5 separate regions of the Mus musculus genome follow, and all the other regions are linked to region 1. Evidence: chromatin contacts called from public promoter capture Hi-C data. All regions are on one chromosome and are shown on one strand. Each heading gives the region's core, a stretch centred on a gene start, on an enhancer-like site or on the middle of the called end of the contact. The rest is flanking DNA. Distances are from core to core; before and after follow the strand shown.

Region 1 (3,123 bases), core at 489-2,988:
GGACTCAAAAATATTTATTTATTTTTTTTGCTTGTAATCAAACAGTGCTATGTTGTCTTTCTGAAATTGTTCTGGCTTGGGCCATGAAGAGCTCTTTCGACTGTTTCCTTTGTGTCCTGGGTAATCTTTTTCTGTGCTGCTTCCCCCCCCCCCCCTTGGGAAGTCATTTCCTTACCTTCTGGCACAACAGGGTGCTCATGTTAAATACTTCCTGCCCCACTACCAGAATCACCCATTTTCCCAAAGAGCCTGAATTCCTTTAATTGGAGGAAAGTATTAAAAACAAGATCTGAGAACCATAGAAACGCTCCATCTGTGGTAAAATACTTACTCTGCAAGCATGGGAACCTGAATTCAGTTCCTCGGTATTCCAGCTTTTTACTGCAGCTTGGGCACTAGGGAGGCAGAGATGGGAGGATCTTTATGTATTGCTAGTCAACTGTCTAACTAACCAAGGAACTCCAGATTCAGTGAGAGACTCTGCTCCAAAAAAACTAAGGTGAGAAGTGGATGACTGAGTTAGACACTGGGTACCTACCTCTTGTATTCATATAAACACAGACCCAAAACACAAATGTCGATAGTGCGTGCAGGCACACATGAGAGGCAGAGAGACAGTCATCAAAACGCTAGGTGTTTCCAGGGCCAATTAATTGACAGAGCAAGAAAATACAGGCATATGTACTATCATGCGGTCCAAAATATAAGCACACAGCTGTAGATCTTTACACACACCTATTGCAAGGTGAACACAAATTCCTATGGGTGTCTTCAAACTTCATCCTGACCGAAACCAAGCCTTCTAGCCCTTTTCCCTTGCTTGTCTGAGACTGCCAAGGGGAAAAGATCTGGTGGTCACTTAATCATCGTTCTCCCGTTAAACATAGGTGCGGGGTGTAGTTTGATGGAATTTGTTGATCTGTTTTCTCCTGCATGTGATTCTCAATTACCCGGCGCCCATTCCTTCACTGCACTCATCTTGCAGCCGTGACATAAAGCAGAATTTGATATTCCACACATCTGATTTAACGTACATTTTCTTTAAAAGTCCCTTTCCTCTGGTCTCCCCTGCCTCCATCATCTTCCCACTACATCTGGGTAGCCTGAGGACCCAGCACACTTGGGAGATGGGGATTCCCCGCAAGCACCCCCTCTCTCGCGCCTGCTTTTTACATACAAGGAGACGGTAGACTAGAGCAGATAATCTGTTTTCACTGCCTCTCTGCTCATTCAACAATTATCCCGCCCCTTCTACATGCCAGTGACAGCGCTGTGCCTGCGAAGGCCACACCAGCTCCATATCCTGGTCGCTCGGCCCCGCGGGTGACATAAATAATAATGAAAACGCTCCAGCGCTAGGACCGCTTGCAGTGCAGGCGCGAGAGTCCTGGCAGGGGGCGCAGTGCCCGTCCTGGAAGGCCAGTGTGGCTCGGTCACACTTGTTCCTGCTCCTCCCAGGTTTGGAGCAGCCCTGGAGGAGGAGACCTGGCCCGCTCCACGTTCTCTCTCAGCCACTCCATTTCGCCCTCCGGGCTCCCAGGCGCGGCTCCGCCCCTCCAGGACCCGCCCACAAAAGGCCCCGCCCACCAGCCGAGCCCACGCTCCGGCCGCTAACGAAGCTCTCCGGAAATTCCCGAAGCCCCTCTTTTTCCTTCCTCTCCTTTCCCTGCTCTCCCTTTCCTTTCACCCGGGCTCCCTCGGCCGTGATTTCTCCCTCCCCCTCCTTCCTTCCCCGTCGGAAAGCAAGATGGAGGCTCGCTGCTGCCGCCGGCGTTCGTGATCGCGGAGCTTCGCAGCCCCGGCCCCCGCCCTCGCGTGTCCGCGCCGCTGCCCGTGCCCCGGCCGGCCACGCCGAGGCCGTGGCTCCGCGCGCCCGCTCCGCGCCAGGCTCGCGGCTCCCGGGCGGTGTCCTCGTCTATGTGGGCGCGCTCCTCGGGCCGAGCCGCCGCCGCCCGCCGCCCCGGGGCTGTGCGTCCGCGCGCCGGGCGCGGGCAGCTGGGTGCTCGGCGCCGCCAGGCCAGGCGCAGGCGGCTGGGTGCGCGGAGCTAGGGGCGCGGGGCCCGAGGCGGGCTCGTCCGCCGCCGAAGCCATGAGCGGCAGCAGCGGCGGTGCCACCGCCCCGGCCGCGTCCTCCGGCCCCGCGGCAGCGGCCAGCGCGGCGGGCTCCGGCTGCGGGGGCGGCGCCGGCGAGGGCGCCGAGGAGGCCGCCAAGGACCTAGCCGACATCGCGGCCTTCTTCCGATCCGGTGAGTACCGCGGTTGCCCCGCGCGCTCGGCCGGCCCGGCGCGCCCGGATCTCCGGCCCGGTATAGCCCTGCGCGCTCTCGTCCCTGTCGCCGCATCGGGGCTCTGCGATCCACGCCGGCGTGTCAGGTTACCCACGCCGCCCTTGTGCTGCGGCTCGTCCCGGGCGCCTTCACTCGCTTTCCCGGCGCTCGCCCCTCGTGCCAGGCTAGACACCCCTCGGCCTCCCGTTTCAGCGGCCACGGCCCCGCGGGTAGGGGCGCCGGCTCTTTGTCTCTTGCTGGAGGGCCGAGGAGGCGGCGGCGGGGACGGCGTGGGCGGAGGCCGGTGTCCCGGAGGACGAGCTCACCGGGACCGGGGACAGCAGCTCTGCCCTGTAATAGCTTTTGGGCCGCTGGTAGCTGGACCACCAACCCCATTATCAGCGAGTGTCCCGACTCGGGGCTCTAGCCTGTCATCCAGCCTTGGTGTACGGTTCTGTGAAACGGGGCAGCCATCGCACCTCAGCCCAGGAACCGAGGACGGTGGCCGAGCTGAGGCGGCGGTCGGGTCGAGCCATTGTTTCTGGGGGAGGCCCGGGAAGGACATCTGGGACCGTGGTGGCCCTTGGGAGAGGCGTGGGACCAGGGCTGGCGGGCACTGCGTGGGTGGCGTGGACCTGGAGGCAGTGAGGGGCAGTTTAGGGTCCGCTCTGGCGAGCCGGAGGTGGCCGAGGAGGAGGCTAGCCCGGAGCCCGGCGGGCGGGAGGGGCGCTGGTGTGCTGCGCAGGGGGCGTGACGGGGCGTCCCGGGGACCCCGGTAACGGCGCCTCCTCCAAGCCCGGCCCGGCCCAGATCCCGCGCGAGCCCGGCTCGCGTCCGCGCGTCCCTGCGTGCAGTC
Region 2 (3,164 bases), core at 197-2,696, 3.5 Mb before region 1:
ACAAACCTACAGGGACTGTCTTCTGTTGGGGGCTTTTTTTTTTTTTTTTTTTTTTTTTTGGTCTATTCTATTGTGTTCTAGTACATCAAGGTAGAAGAGAAGGAAGGTTAGAGGGAAAGGGGGATGTAGACCTTTTTGACTACTCCTGATCATTAGGGGCATTGAGTTTCTTGAGATCAGTCCAATCTTCCACAACAGGGCATCTCCAACGTCTCATTAAGCAACAGCAACAGGAGCAGCAGGAACCAAAAACCTCCTCCTCCTCTTCTGCTTCCTCCTTCTCTTCTGCCTCCTCCTCCTCTCCCCACTTCTTCTTCCTCAAAGCACCTCCCACTGCTCTGGAGACTGCCATTTAGATCACTCCCCTCCTAGAGTACGAGACAATCATAGTTAACGGTTGTGGCCCATCTGAAGCAGCCCCATATCCCACACCTGGGGTTAAAACAAAAACAGTCACATAACTTTTTTTTTTTTTTTTTTTTTTTGGTTTTTTGAGACAGGGTTTCTCTGTGTAGCCCTGTAGTCCCGGCTGTCCCGGAACTCACTCTGTAGATCAGACTGGCCTCCAACTCAGAAATCCACCTGCCTCTGCCTCCCAAGTGCTGGGATTAAGGGCATGCACCACCTCTGCCCGGCCAAAATTCCGTTTCTTGAATCTACTTTCCGTTATGTGCACGTTTAAGCATCCGGGTTGGAAACACTTTTCTTCTAATCTGTACTATCTTATTTAGAGAAAGCTCTAAGGATTATGTGAGGAAGGTGGCCTACTGATGCGAGCAGGTCTGAGTCTTTCATCATTCTTTCATCAGCCATTTAGTTCTGGCCAGGTAAGCTTCCCTTAATTGTGTCGCCATCTGAACCCATTTCCCTTAGAGGTAGATTCAATGTTGGCTTTCAGCTGTGAAGACGTGGTCTTTCCACTCAATTGCATAAGCCTCCCCAGGAGAGATTCTGATAACCTGGATGCTCGTCTTTTTCCATCTTAGGGATGCTTCTGTAATTCTTTCAGACGTGCCTCAGAACCACTCAAGAGCGGAACCAAAAATGCTCGTTCCGGGGCCGACTCTGAACGCCCCGGGAGTGGCGGTCGGGTACCCCAAGCTGGGACCCTTTGTCCCCCACACCCGCTCCGGCGGGCGGGCGGGCGTGCGCGCCGGGCTCGCTCCCGCCGCTCCGCGTTCCTTTTGTCCCGGAACGCGCCCGCGCCGCCGCCGCCGCAGCCGCCCCTCCGCGAGGTGCCTGCCGCCTGCCTCTAGGTTTTCAGTCTCCATCCCGCGCGCAGCCTTCGCCACCAGTCAGGCCGTGTTTCGCACCCCGCCCCCGCCTCCGCGAGCCCGGCGCGAGCGCGAGCGAAGGCGCGCGCCGGATGTGACGCGCAGCGCTCCGGCGCCCCGCCTTTTCCGCCGCGCGCCCCGCCCAGGCCCGTCGCTCGGCCGCGCGCCCCTCCCCCCTCCCCGGCGCTCGCTTTCTGTCAGTCGCTGTCCCTGTCCCCCTCGCCCGCGACCGGCTTCCTCTCGCACCCGAGCGCACGCACTTGCCCGGCCCGCGTCCTCTTCCTCCTCCACTCCTCCCGCCCGCCCGCCCGCCTTTCCCTTCGGGCCCCGAGGCTCTGCCGGGTCGCGGGCGCCTCGCGGCTGCGTCACCGCCGCCCCCCAGACAAGATGGACACCGCCGAGGAAGGTGAGGCGGCGGCGCCCGCGCCCTTGCAGCGGCGCCCGCGCTCCAGTCGGGCCGAGGCGCTCGCGGCGGATCCCGCGGGCAGTTTGCTTGCCCGGCGGGCGGGCGGGCGGGCGGGCGGGCGAGCGCGCGGCTCGAGCTGGTCCTCCAGCGGGCTCGGATCGGAAGGTGACCCTCTGCGCGCCCCCCGCCGGTTCCCGCGGGCGACGAGGACTCAGCCTCGGCTGGGACACTGGGGTGCCAGGACTTCGGTGTCCGAGACGTGGGGTGCCGGGACGTGGGACATCCCGGACGTGGGGGTGTCGCGACGTGGGGTGCTCGAGACATGGGGATGTCGGGAAGTGGGGCGCTGGAGACCATAGGGTGCCCGAGGCGTGGGGCTGCCGGGGACTTGACGGTGTGGAAGATCGGGGCCCCGGCCACCGCCATCCCGCGGTCCGCGGAGGAGGGGGCCGCAGTGCGAAGTCCGGGGGCGTTTCCACTCCCCTCCCCCACTCGTTTTTCCCCCCTCCGTGTTCGAGTCTGTTTGCTGTTGTCCTGTAGGCCCAACCTCTGCCACACAACTTCTTTGTTGACTTTGAAACTTCGCGGAAAATACCCCGCGAGGTGACGACTGCTGAGTGGACTGAACTGACCCCTGCTGCAAAATCTTGCTCTCTGTTTGCCTTACCCTAACTGCACTGACCAGACCCGAGAGGGGACGGTTTCTAGAGACTATTGGAGGAGGGAAAGGCGAATATTTAGGTTTCTTCTAAATCCTTGTCACCACAAAGCAAGGGTTTGTTTGTTTTGTTTGTGGACGTGTACTTTGGATGCGGTTGTTTTGAATTAGCAGAGAACACGAAAGAAAAGCAGCCACATGGGTGTAGAAAGCAGCCGCTTACCTGACGTTGTGGCAAAGTGTTTTAAAGCAGTTTTTAGAGGCACTGATGTATTAGTGAGTCTGTAGAGGAAATTATTGATCATGTACTTACTAGTGCAGATACTTACTGTTTAGATATATTCTTGTTCGAATGAGCGTTCTTTTCAACCTCAGGCTTTATTTTACCGACTTTACATGCAATCGAACCATCAAGCACTTGTATTGAAGTCATTAGAGTAATAAAAAGTTTAGTAATAATGTGATGAGTTGATTTTTTTTAAAAAAAAGTATTGTTTACAAAATATGCACAGGAGGATTGATTCACTTTGACGTTCCCGACAGCCCTGCGGGGTGGATGTGTGTTACCTTTCGTGGCTGTGGAAATGTAGGCTTATTTAATAGCTTGGTTAAGGTTCACACGGGTGGTAAGAAACAGTTGACCCTATTTTCATTGTTTGTCGCTGCCACTTCATTATGCTACAGTACGGTTCTATTCAATGAGTGAAGCTAGTTGCCATTGCAGAACTTTGGGAAAGAAACTGTTGAGGATTAACAATCGCCCAGGTTGATCTTGTGTTTACATCTCTGTAGGTTTCACAGCCGTTTATATTCAGTGCCTGTCTTT
Region 3 (3,023 bases), core at 177-2,676, 3.2 Mb before region 1:
TACACAAGCAATACACTAGTAAGATTTTAAAAAATGCTCAAAGAAAACCACATGAGACAGGAAGTCTACAAAAATACCACTGAGTTCGTTTTGCGTTGGCCATCTATTTACTGGGGCATAGGGCCTACCCTGAAGGTGGTTTAATATACTCAGTGAGACGCCACTGGCGAAGCAAGCCGGTACCCATTGCGGACAGACTTGGTTAGGGATAGGAGCCAGTATCTTAAAGGTAATCTTTCCACAAGTTAATTTGTATTGTAAGAAGTGAGAATTGAACCCAGAGCCTTCCATACTCTAGCATAGTATCTTACACTGAACACAAAGACTCCCGTAGCTATAACTCCTAACCCCAGTTAGGCGAGTTGAGAAGCACTGTCATAGTGAATCAGCTTTGAAATACAGCATACTTTAAAGGCAGTTTCCTCTCTCCTCCTGTTCTCCAGTGGGGCCAGCAGCTGGAGAGTCTAAGTTTTTACTACAGAAAGATGGTACAGATGTGTCCCTACCCCACACAGTCCTCCAAGGTCTGCAGGGAGATGCCCTGGTTTTATACCACAGGAGACTTGGCTTCTAGGACCCACGGTTTCCAGGCTGGCTCTCTGTGGTGCTTCCACAGGTATCTCTGCCACCAGAAAGGGCAGTAGAAATGCCAACTCCTCCAGCCATGGAGGAACAAACAGGAACTGAGTGGAGGCGGCTGCCCAAGGCACACAAAGGTTGCTCACCATTTCCTAAGAGAGGTGGCTCTTTACTGGACTGAACTGCCAGTAAAAAGAAGTTTTGGCTCAGAAGTTCCGGGTTTGCTTTAAAAAAATACCGTTTTAACCACTTTCAAGAGGGAGTTGGATGCGAAAATTAAATGAATAAAGGAAGTCATGCCGGGTGATTAATGATCATAATTATTTCCGCTTCTTTGGTCTGTCAGTGTGAAATGCTGTCAGCCCACGATTAATCATCATGATACAACACTACCTTTTAATTGTTGGGGGTCTCCCACGCAAACATCTGTGCAATCTCATAAAAACTGCCTACTTTTGAGTTTTGACTTGTACAACTAGGGTGTCCCCGCCGGGGAGGGCTGGATCCCGCGACCCGCTCACCTGCACCCCGGGCCCGCTCACCTGCGCGCCTGCGCAGCACACAAGCAAGGGGCACCGGGGCACTGGGACCCCGATCCTGCCCTGTCCCCTCCCGGCGCCCCAAGACATAGTGCAAACCAGTCAGTACCGGCGGGCGGGTGTCCAGCTTTGGTCTCCAGCTTTCCTTCTGGAGGCGAAGACATGGCGCCGCTGGTTTTCGGAGGGGCGACGGCAGCCGCGGGGTGGGCGTCAGTGCGCGCGCGAGGACTCGGGGGAAGGCGTGAGGCGCGCGCTGCTCGGGAACGCGCACTGCCGCCCCGGGCAGGGGGGCGTGGCTCCAAACGGCTGCGTGGCACGGTCCCGCCCACCCGAACTCTGTGAGCCGCCTCGCCTCGCCCCGCCCGTCCTTGTGGAGCATGCGCAGCGGCCAGCGCCACGTACGACTCCAAGGCTATTGTATGGGAAGGATGACAGGGCGCGTGTGTACGTGAAGGGCGGGGCGGCCCTGCGACCAGCGAGGGGCTGGACCCGTGGTGCGTGTTCACTAGCCAAGCTGTCACTGAGGGAAGCGTAGCCTGCTGGTGGTTCGAGACCCCAGCGCGGGGTTTCGTTCAGAGATGGCAGCTCCTGGCTCCTTGGCTCACTTTGCAGCAAAACTTATCCGTTACTCTCTAGAACTCGCAGCTCTGCAAGATCAGCAGTCTTCTATCTTTAGAAAAGGGCCTGCCACCATCCCTTCCAGGCTGCACACGGATCTTAGACGACCCAGCTATTAAAAGAGGCAGGGTGCCACACCTCTCTACTCCTTCCTTACTCTCAGAACCTCTTGACTGATCTCTCAGAACCTCTCCCTGACCCCAGGCTGCCAAATCCGAAGGTCACTTGTCCAGTGCCTTTGATCTCGTAGGAGCACTGCAGACAGCTCTGGATGTTCTTTAGCTTTAGGGACGCCATGTCTCTGCCTTGTCCAGACCACCGTGGCTGCCATTCGGCTTGGCAAGCTTCTCTGTAGACTTGTAAATATTTGTATCTCCCGTGCATCATCCTTGGCCCTCTTCCCTACACGTTCCTGGGGTGCTTTCCACTGTAATGATGTTGGCGTCTGAGTAATTCATAAATTACTCAGAATTATTTAGCTCGCGGTTCTCAAGAGGCAAGTGGTTTGCAGGCTTGCATAGAAACAATTTCTTAGTCGAGGAGGTTTGAAGCCCTTGTGGCCATCAAATGCAACCTGTAGCACATACAACCCACAAGGCTTTTTTCGTGACAGGGCCTGGCAAACTAGCAGCTCATTGCTTATGGCTCCTTGACCCATATTGGTTGTTCTGATCCTTCTTTAGTGGGACAGGCCAGTTCTTCTGGTCTTGGCATCTGCTATTCCCATCACTGAGCACTGATTCCTCCAGATATCTACATGACTGACTCCTTCCTATAGTACAACCAGCTTGTGAAGTCAGCTGACCTGTGGGATCTGAGAATGTAGCCAAGGTGCCCGGCTCATGTTTCTGTTCATGTTTTTTACTGCCTCCATGCGATCAACCTCATCTGGCCGTCCTTATTTCTCTCTGCTCATTTACTGGAATTCTCCATGGACTGGACTGTCAGCTCCATGGAAGGAGAAGCCTGGTATATGGTTTTCACTTATATTCCAGGCCCTTAGCCATGGCAATCGCAAAAGACCCATATAATCCTGGAACAGAGAGGCAATGGGTCTCCTACAATGTTGTCTTAACAGAGAGCAACAAATGGGGCCTACACAGAAAATGGAGTGGATGCTTAGGATATAATAGTATATTCATTCACTTTCACTTGTGGAGGAGGCATGTGGGTGGGTGTGGGCATGTCCAGCCCAGTCTGTCACAGGTACAGTCTACATGTTGAGTACCACTCTGGGAGCATTCTATGCACTGGTGTCTACCGAACAGATTCTAGTAATGTTGACTG
Region 4 (3,231 bases), core at 706-3,205, 3.3 Mb before region 1:
TAGAACTCCTTCGGAGCTATTTATTTATACCTGCTGCTCTTCCAGTGCTGGGGACTAAACCTATACCCTAGGCAGGCTGCAGAGTTATACCCGGTTCCGTTCGTGTTTATCTTTAAATGGCAAATGATTCTCGGTGCTATTTGGACCTAAACTTCTGAGAAAGAAAGAAAAAGGGAAGTAGATAAATAAGCATTCTCCTCCCATCCGTGAAGATAAGCTAGAGCTGGCTTCAGGACAGCTCCTCCCCCATCCTGAGAAACAGCTCTGTCCCCCGAAGCCGTCCCATGGGGTTGAGGATTCTGGTGATGGATTCAGATTTTAACGCAACCCTCTGCCACACTGAGACTCCTCTCAGTGAGGCCAGCCAGCCCTTGCCGCCACCTTGCCACCTTCGCTGTAGCACACACGGTTTAGGGAGCAACTGTCCCTTGTAAATCCCCTGGGTCCCTGTAACAGAAGCTGACCTGGAAAGGGAAATTCCCAGCGGGAATTTATGCAGCTGTGGACAGTTACAGATGGCGAGAGAAGTTGAACAGTGCTTGGGAGTGGGGGGATTTTGGTTTTCAGAAAGAAAGCCCCGGTACACCAGATCCTCCCACAACCTCAGTGTGACTGGCCCAGTGCGGGTGGCTCTAGGCACCCTAGAACTCTGGAAAGTCTTTCAGCCTGCAGTGCCTGTTTTTTGTTGTTGTTGTTGTTGGTGGTTTGTTTGTTTGTTTTTTTGTTGTGTTTTGTTTTGAGACAGCCCTGGCTGTCCTGGAACTCACTCTGTAGACCAGGCTGGCCTCGAACTCAGAAATCCGCTTGCCCCTGCCTCCCAATTGCTGGGATTAAAGGCTTGTGCCATCACTGCCTGCCGGCTCCAGTGCCCATTTGGAGTATACTGCACGAGGTTTCCCACTATGCCCTTTGGCTTGCCCACCCACATCCAGGTCCTTGTGTCTTGTCTCCAGGATCTTAGTCGTGTTCCCCTTTGGGCCTCCCACGGGCTGACGTGCCTGGTAGGCTCGCTGTCAGGATGGGTAGAAATGAAGAGGAGGCAGTGGGGTGAGAGAGAAGTGAGGGGTTTCTTGCTGCCTCATGAGACACAGCTGGGATATACAAGTTTTCCTCTAGAACAGGGCCATGCCACCTCCTCCTCTTTATAGTGAGGGGGGCTCCAAGTGATAAATTCATCCACACACTTCCGACAACTCAACATGGCCAGTAATCTCGATTTCCGAAATGTTTGTTTCTAGTCCTGGGATCAAAGCTGGTCGGTCTCCAGCCTTCTCTGGTTCATCTTCCATGACCCGTTACCACCCTCTCCCCTCTGCCAAGTGACAATAGTCAGGAGTTGGGGAGAGTAGAGCCCTCTCACGGCTCTGACCAGGTGCTGTCTCTCTTCACCCCGTCATCCTCCCTGCGGTTCCTGATCACTTTTCCATCTCCCTAAGATTTTTTTCCTATCAACCTGCCAGTCACAGCCGGCTTGGGTGACTTGGAGACTCTGCAGACCCTGTCTTCCTTTCAAGTTAGCCCCTCTCTCCCCAAATCAGCCTCGGGTCCTTATTTGGATCAGGATCGTCACTAGGACAGGTTCTCCCCAAGATGGAATTTCCTCCTAAGTGGACAGCTCCACCATTCGCCCCGAGCGGACGCTTTTCCACTCTCCAAGAGAGTTTTCAGGGAGTCCCAGGACTGCAACTGGTCAGAACTAGGACTGCCCGAGAGGTGACGGTCTTGCGGCTGCCCCTCTCCTTCGGCCCTGGGGCGGATTACGGTCCTCAGTGGGGAGTGGGAAAGGGGCGAGCCTCCTGGTGCGGGTACTTTCCGACGCTGGAAACTTGCTTAGCCTTTGGCGTCTCCGGACTCCATCTCCGCCCGGGCCCCCAGGGAGCAGCCCTTGGCGGGGCGGGGCGCCTGCTGTCCCTCACGCTAGCTTTCAGCCTCTCGAGTTACAGCTTCAGGATCTCCCGAACAAGCCTTTCCCTGCTCGGGACAAAGTGGCCGTGTGGTGGTGGCACGGTTTGGAGAGGATCTCTGATGCTCCCGGGACTCTAACCGGGAAGGCGCCCCGCCCGCTGCCTCGCTTTCACCCCGCCCGGCGGGGCAGGGAAAGCCCCCGGCGGCTCCTCCCACCCAAGGGGCTTTTCTCCAGTCGCCAGTGACTTTGCACCGGGAGCGCAGCCGCCTGGAGCTGCTTTCTGCCAGGCTGGAGCGCGCGGGGCTCCTGCTCTTCTGCGAACGCAGGGGCCAAGGGTCGGTGACCTCCGGGCGCGCCCCGTTTTCGTGTCCCCTAATTCGAGCCCCAGCCCCCGGCCCGCGCCTTGGCCTCCAGCATGGTGCTGCTGGCTGGGCCCGGGCCGGAGGGCGGCGGGACACGCTGCTTGTCCCCGCAGTCGCCGACGCCACCCCGTAGCGAGCAGACAGGAGAAGACCCAGCGGACTACGAGGAGTACGAAGACTTCTCTAGTCTGCCGGACACCCGCAGCATCGCATCGGACGATTCCTTCTACCCTCCCGGAGGCGAGGAAGAGTACGGCTCGGTGAGCGCGGAGAGCGTCCCGGAGGGCGTCCCTGAGGCGGCGACCCTCCTGCGCGCCGCCTGCGCCAACGACGTGGGGTTGCTGCGGGCGCTAGTGCGGCGCGGGCCGAGTTCCGAGGAGGTACGGGAGACTGACCGCAACGGCCGGGTAAGTCCCGACAGGGTTTGGGTTCCCTCCGCTCTTCTCCCTTGCCCGCATTTCCTTGTCACTCCAATCCTGGATCAACTGCCGCTCAGAGCACCCTTTCCTTCCTGTGAGGCAATTGGGACCCCATTTGCCGAGCGGGCAGAGATGGTCCAGCCCGGCTTCCTACTTCATCCAGGACCCTTTACCGCCCCGGTATCCCCGAATTCTCCCCAGAGGAAGAATTCTCCGCGCTGGAAATGTGGTGACATCTGAGATGTGTGTGTGTGTGTGTGTGTGTGTGTGTGTGTGTGTGTGTGTGTGGTGTCCCTTCCACTCAGTGCCCCTCTGACTGTTACCTTTCCCCAGGCACCAGGTAGGCAATGGTCTCTACTCACTTTCAGGGGACATTTTCCTACCCCCATCCGCATTTGTCCGCTCTGCCTCTCCCGCTGTCTTTGCCTAACACGTTGGATTAGGATTTGGAAGCTACAGTTCCTTTCATTACCTAAACCGCCCTGGCTTTTTACGTGCTTTTCCTAGTGGCCCGCGCGGCGACCAGCCAGCTTTATGTGCGGTC
Region 5 (3,020 bases), core at 292-2,791, 3.4 Mb before region 1:
ACAGTGATTAGGAGAGTTGATGTGTTAAGTGACTGAAGATGTCTGCCTCCAAGGACCACAAGTGCAGAACAGATAGTAACCAGAAGATGGAAGAGAGAGCGAGAAGTCAGCTGCCCAAGCCAGCACACAGGACTCCCTCCGGGGAGACCGCTGAGGCCTAGCTGCTTCCTCAGTGGGCTCGTTAGGTCTGCACACATACACACCTAGTCCTCCATCAGCCTCCTGCTGCTACTCTGCAAGCCTTTAAAACCATGGGTAGACTGTCAGCAAGGCACAGGCCCCTCTGCATCACTTTATGTTGTTTAGCCATTGCGTTGGGTTTTTTTATTTTGTTTTGTTTTCTTTAATCTCCTTTGCTTATACAACCGTGCCTAAGACTTTCTTTCGGCTCGTTCATTTATGCTTTAGGATGTACTTGGAGGAGGAAGGAGCTTCTTGCTCAGGAACCACACCCATTTTGCTTAGGTGGCCATTTCCTTGCCATAGTGTATCTGGTAAAGCAGACACTTCCGTATGTATTCAGTGGATTCCACACAACGGGGCATGGATGCTGAAATTAAAAAAAAAAAAAAAGTGAAGTATTTGGACTGGTAACAGAATGAAAAGCAAACATTCACACTACAGATACTGTACAAACGAACTAATAGTAACTTATGTAGGGAAAAAAAAGGTCAATGTAGGCTAGGCTCACTTTTTTTTTTTTTTTTTTTTTAGATACAACAGCAAAATATAATTCACTTAAGAAAACAAAAGCTGAATTGTCACAATTTATACCTGAGACTTTTAAGAATAAAAGGAACAGACACCTGCACACCCAGATTGTTTTACAATCTTTTCCGCTTCACCAGTCATGTGGTGGTGGTGGTGGTGGTGGTGGTGGTGGTGGTGGTGGTGGTGGTGGTGGTGGTGGTGGTGGTGGTGTGGGTGGGAACAGACTTGTTGCTTCTTGAAGCGCTAAATGTTGCCCAGGCTGGTCTCCAATTCCCAGCTCAAATGAACCCCAGCCTTGCGAGTCTCGCAGTCCCCACATCAGATTTTAACTCTGTTGGTTTTACCCGATTGTGTTGTTTTTCTTTGGAGACCATGATAGAGGTTTTAATAAAAGTTAACCTACCAAGCTACATAATAGGCATTATTATTTACTCCTTATGCCTATCCCCCCCCTTAGGATAAATATTGCTAAGTCGTTAGAAAATCCTGTAGTCCCCAGATAAACGCTCATTTCTGTCAACAGTGTCTGAGAGTCCTTGTTTTCCCATTCTATTAACTAAATGTTTTTTTGCCAAGCTGCTTTGGTTTGGAAATGTGTATTCATACAGTGGGTGTGTGGACCAAATGGAGTCACACGCCAAGCCGAGACCCTGGTCGAGACCTCTTGGGGTTCGGATTAGCGCAACCTCCGCGTTTTAGGAAAACAAGCTGTTTTATGGCGCTCTCCGCTCTGTGGTCACTCGTTGGTCACAGAGGCCAGCCGGACGTCCGCCCCTTGTTTGCTGAGGCTGTGCGCATGCGCAGCTCGGGTTGCCTGGAGACCGCACGCCACAATCGCGTGCTCTATCCGCTCTGGGCGGTTGGGCCTCAGTTTCCTGAGGGGGCGGAGCAGTCCCTCCCCGCCGCCCGCTGCGCTGACCCTGCCTCTCCTCCCCGCAGCACAACGTCCCAGGCCGCCGCGGTCTCCCCAGAACGATGCCGCTGCCCGACACCATGTTCTGCGCGCAGCAGATCCACATCCCCCCGGAGCTGCCGGACATCCTCAAGCAGTTCACCAAGGCTGCCATCCGTACGCAGCCGGCGGACGTGCTGCAGTGGTCGGCGGGGTAAGGCCGGCCAGGGAACCTCACCCCGTTACCGAGTACAGACGCCGACGTTGTGGGTGTAGACTAACAAAGCTTGCACACCAACCGCGGGGCAAAAAGTGGCTCCGCTGAGTTTAAAAAAAAAAAAAAATCAGTTACAGGGATGTTATAAATGAAACCGCCCAGAACAACTGAATTATGCCCCCACCCACCCCCAAATGAGGCAGAGGTATGTGAAAGCTGCCACCTGAGAAAATTGTCCAGCACAGCTCACAGCTAGCGAACCTTCACACTCTAGAAACAAGGACAGGAACCCTTTCAAGGGCCTGACCATTATAATCTTAACACTCATTCTTTCGGTTTTACAAGAGAACTGTGCCACTTTTTAAATCACGAGAATAACTATTTTTAGCCAAAATTTGCTAACTTTCTCTGAACTATATTAGCTAAGGTGGTTTCGTTACTTTTGGCTGTTTTAACAACTCGACTTTTAAAAAACGACAGCTCTGGAGGTAAAAGCAACAAAACATCTGGAGCAGGCAACAGGCGTTTGGGGTGGCTGCTTCCATATCAGACTCGGCTGTTGGAACTTCCTGGCCCTTCTACAATCCGTGGGTTCTCTTCTGCCTTCCTCTCCTGAGGAGTCCTGTGATACATTTAGGAGCCATACCGTTTCTTCAGGATAGTTTCCCCCATCTAAAGTCCTTAATTGTGCAAAGACGCTTGCCATGTAGAGTACCTCTCACGGGGCTTCAGGGGACAGGACCTGGATGTCTTACTTAGCTCCGTCAGGGTCACCTGTGAGCCCAGCGGTCCCTTTGTCAGTTCTCTCAATAACCCCTCAGCGATATTACATATGCTCGAGCCTTAGAGAGAAGGGCTAGGGTGTCTTTATGAAAGTTTATTTGCACTTCAAGTCTCCGCCCCTATTGGCACATTTATTAATACTACAGAGAGAGTTTTTTTGAAGCCTTACACAAGAAATCCCTGATTCATTAGACTGCCGATGAGGGAACAACTATGAATAGGTGTGAATCCACCAAGCCACAGCATTGTAACCGGGGCCTGGACTTTTAGGTCAACAGTTCTGCATCTGTTTCTCTCGTGGCTGTCCGCACCACTCCTTAGCTCATTAACGAAACCACAGAGAGGAGCACAAAAGTCTTAGTAGTTATAGGTGGAGTTGACCCTAAAGGGTGAAGAGAGAGGGGGTTGCCTTTAATC

Evidence for each region. Promoter capture Hi-C pulls out the DNA fragments that hold promoters and counts their contacts.
Region 2: a promoter capture Hi-C map of pre-B cells shows a contact between it and region 1. The contact joins the promoter of Marchf6 here to the promoter of Trio in region 1. A contact is called at or near these places in 3 of 39 promoter capture datasets (cranial neural crest, hematopoietic stem and progenitor cells and pre-B cells) and 1 of 484 Hi-C or Micro-C datasets (CD8 T cells).
Region 3: a contact with region 1 is called in a promoter capture Hi-C map of pre-B cells. The contact joins the promoter of Dap here to the promoter of Trio in region 1. A contact is called at or near these places in 4 of 39 promoter capture datasets (cranial neural crest, frontonasal cranial neural crest, pre-B cells and 1 more).
Region 4: a contact with region 1 is called in a promoter capture Hi-C map of pre-B cells. The contact joins the promoter of Ankrd33b here to the promoter of Trio in region 1.
Region 5: a promoter capture Hi-C map of pre-B cells shows a contact between it and region 1. The contact joins the promoter of Ropn1l here to the promoter of Trio in region 1. A contact is called at or near these places in 2 of 39 promoter capture datasets (cranial neural crest and pre-B cells).

The regions. Positions count from the first base shown.
Region 1 is chr15:28,024,463-28,027,585 of GRCm38.p6, reverse strand. Trio (triple functional domain (PTPRF interacting)) reads left to right here and starts at 1,738. Exons shown (of 57, transcript NM_001081302.1): 1 at 1,738-2,246. The coding sequence starts at 2,090.
Region 2 is chr15:31,529,319-31,532,482 of GRCm38.p6, reverse strand. Marchf6 (membrane associated ring-CH-type finger 6) reads left to right here and starts at 1,446. Exons shown (of 26, transcript NM_172606.2): 1 at 1,446-1,680. The coding sequence starts at 1,662. Gm41287 (a long non-coding RNA gene) reads right to left here and starts at 1,379. Exons shown (of 3, transcript XR_875101.3): 1 at 546-1,379; 2 at 1-368.
Region 3 is chr15:31,222,788-31,225,810 of GRCm38.p6, reverse strand. Dap (death-associated protein) reads right to left here and starts at 1,426. Exons shown (of 4, transcript NM_146057.3): 1 at 1,228-1,426. The coding sequence starts at 1,282.
Region 4 is chr15:31,366,483-31,369,713 of GRCm38.p6, reverse strand. It overlaps Ankrd33b (ankyrin repeat domain 33B), which reads left to right and starts at 1,955. Exons shown (of 4, transcript NM_001164441.1): 1 at 1,955-2,675. The coding sequence starts at 2,322.
Region 5 is chr15:31,452,210-31,455,229 of GRCm38.p6, reverse strand. Ropn1l (ropporin 1-like) reads left to right here and starts at 1,541. Exons shown (of 5, transcript NM_145852.2): 1 at 1,541-1,817. The coding sequence starts at 1,687. It overlaps Gm49208 (a long non-coding RNA gene), which reads right to left and starts at 1,559. Exons shown (of 2, transcript XR_003951491.1): 1 at 1,318-1,559; 2 at 1-550.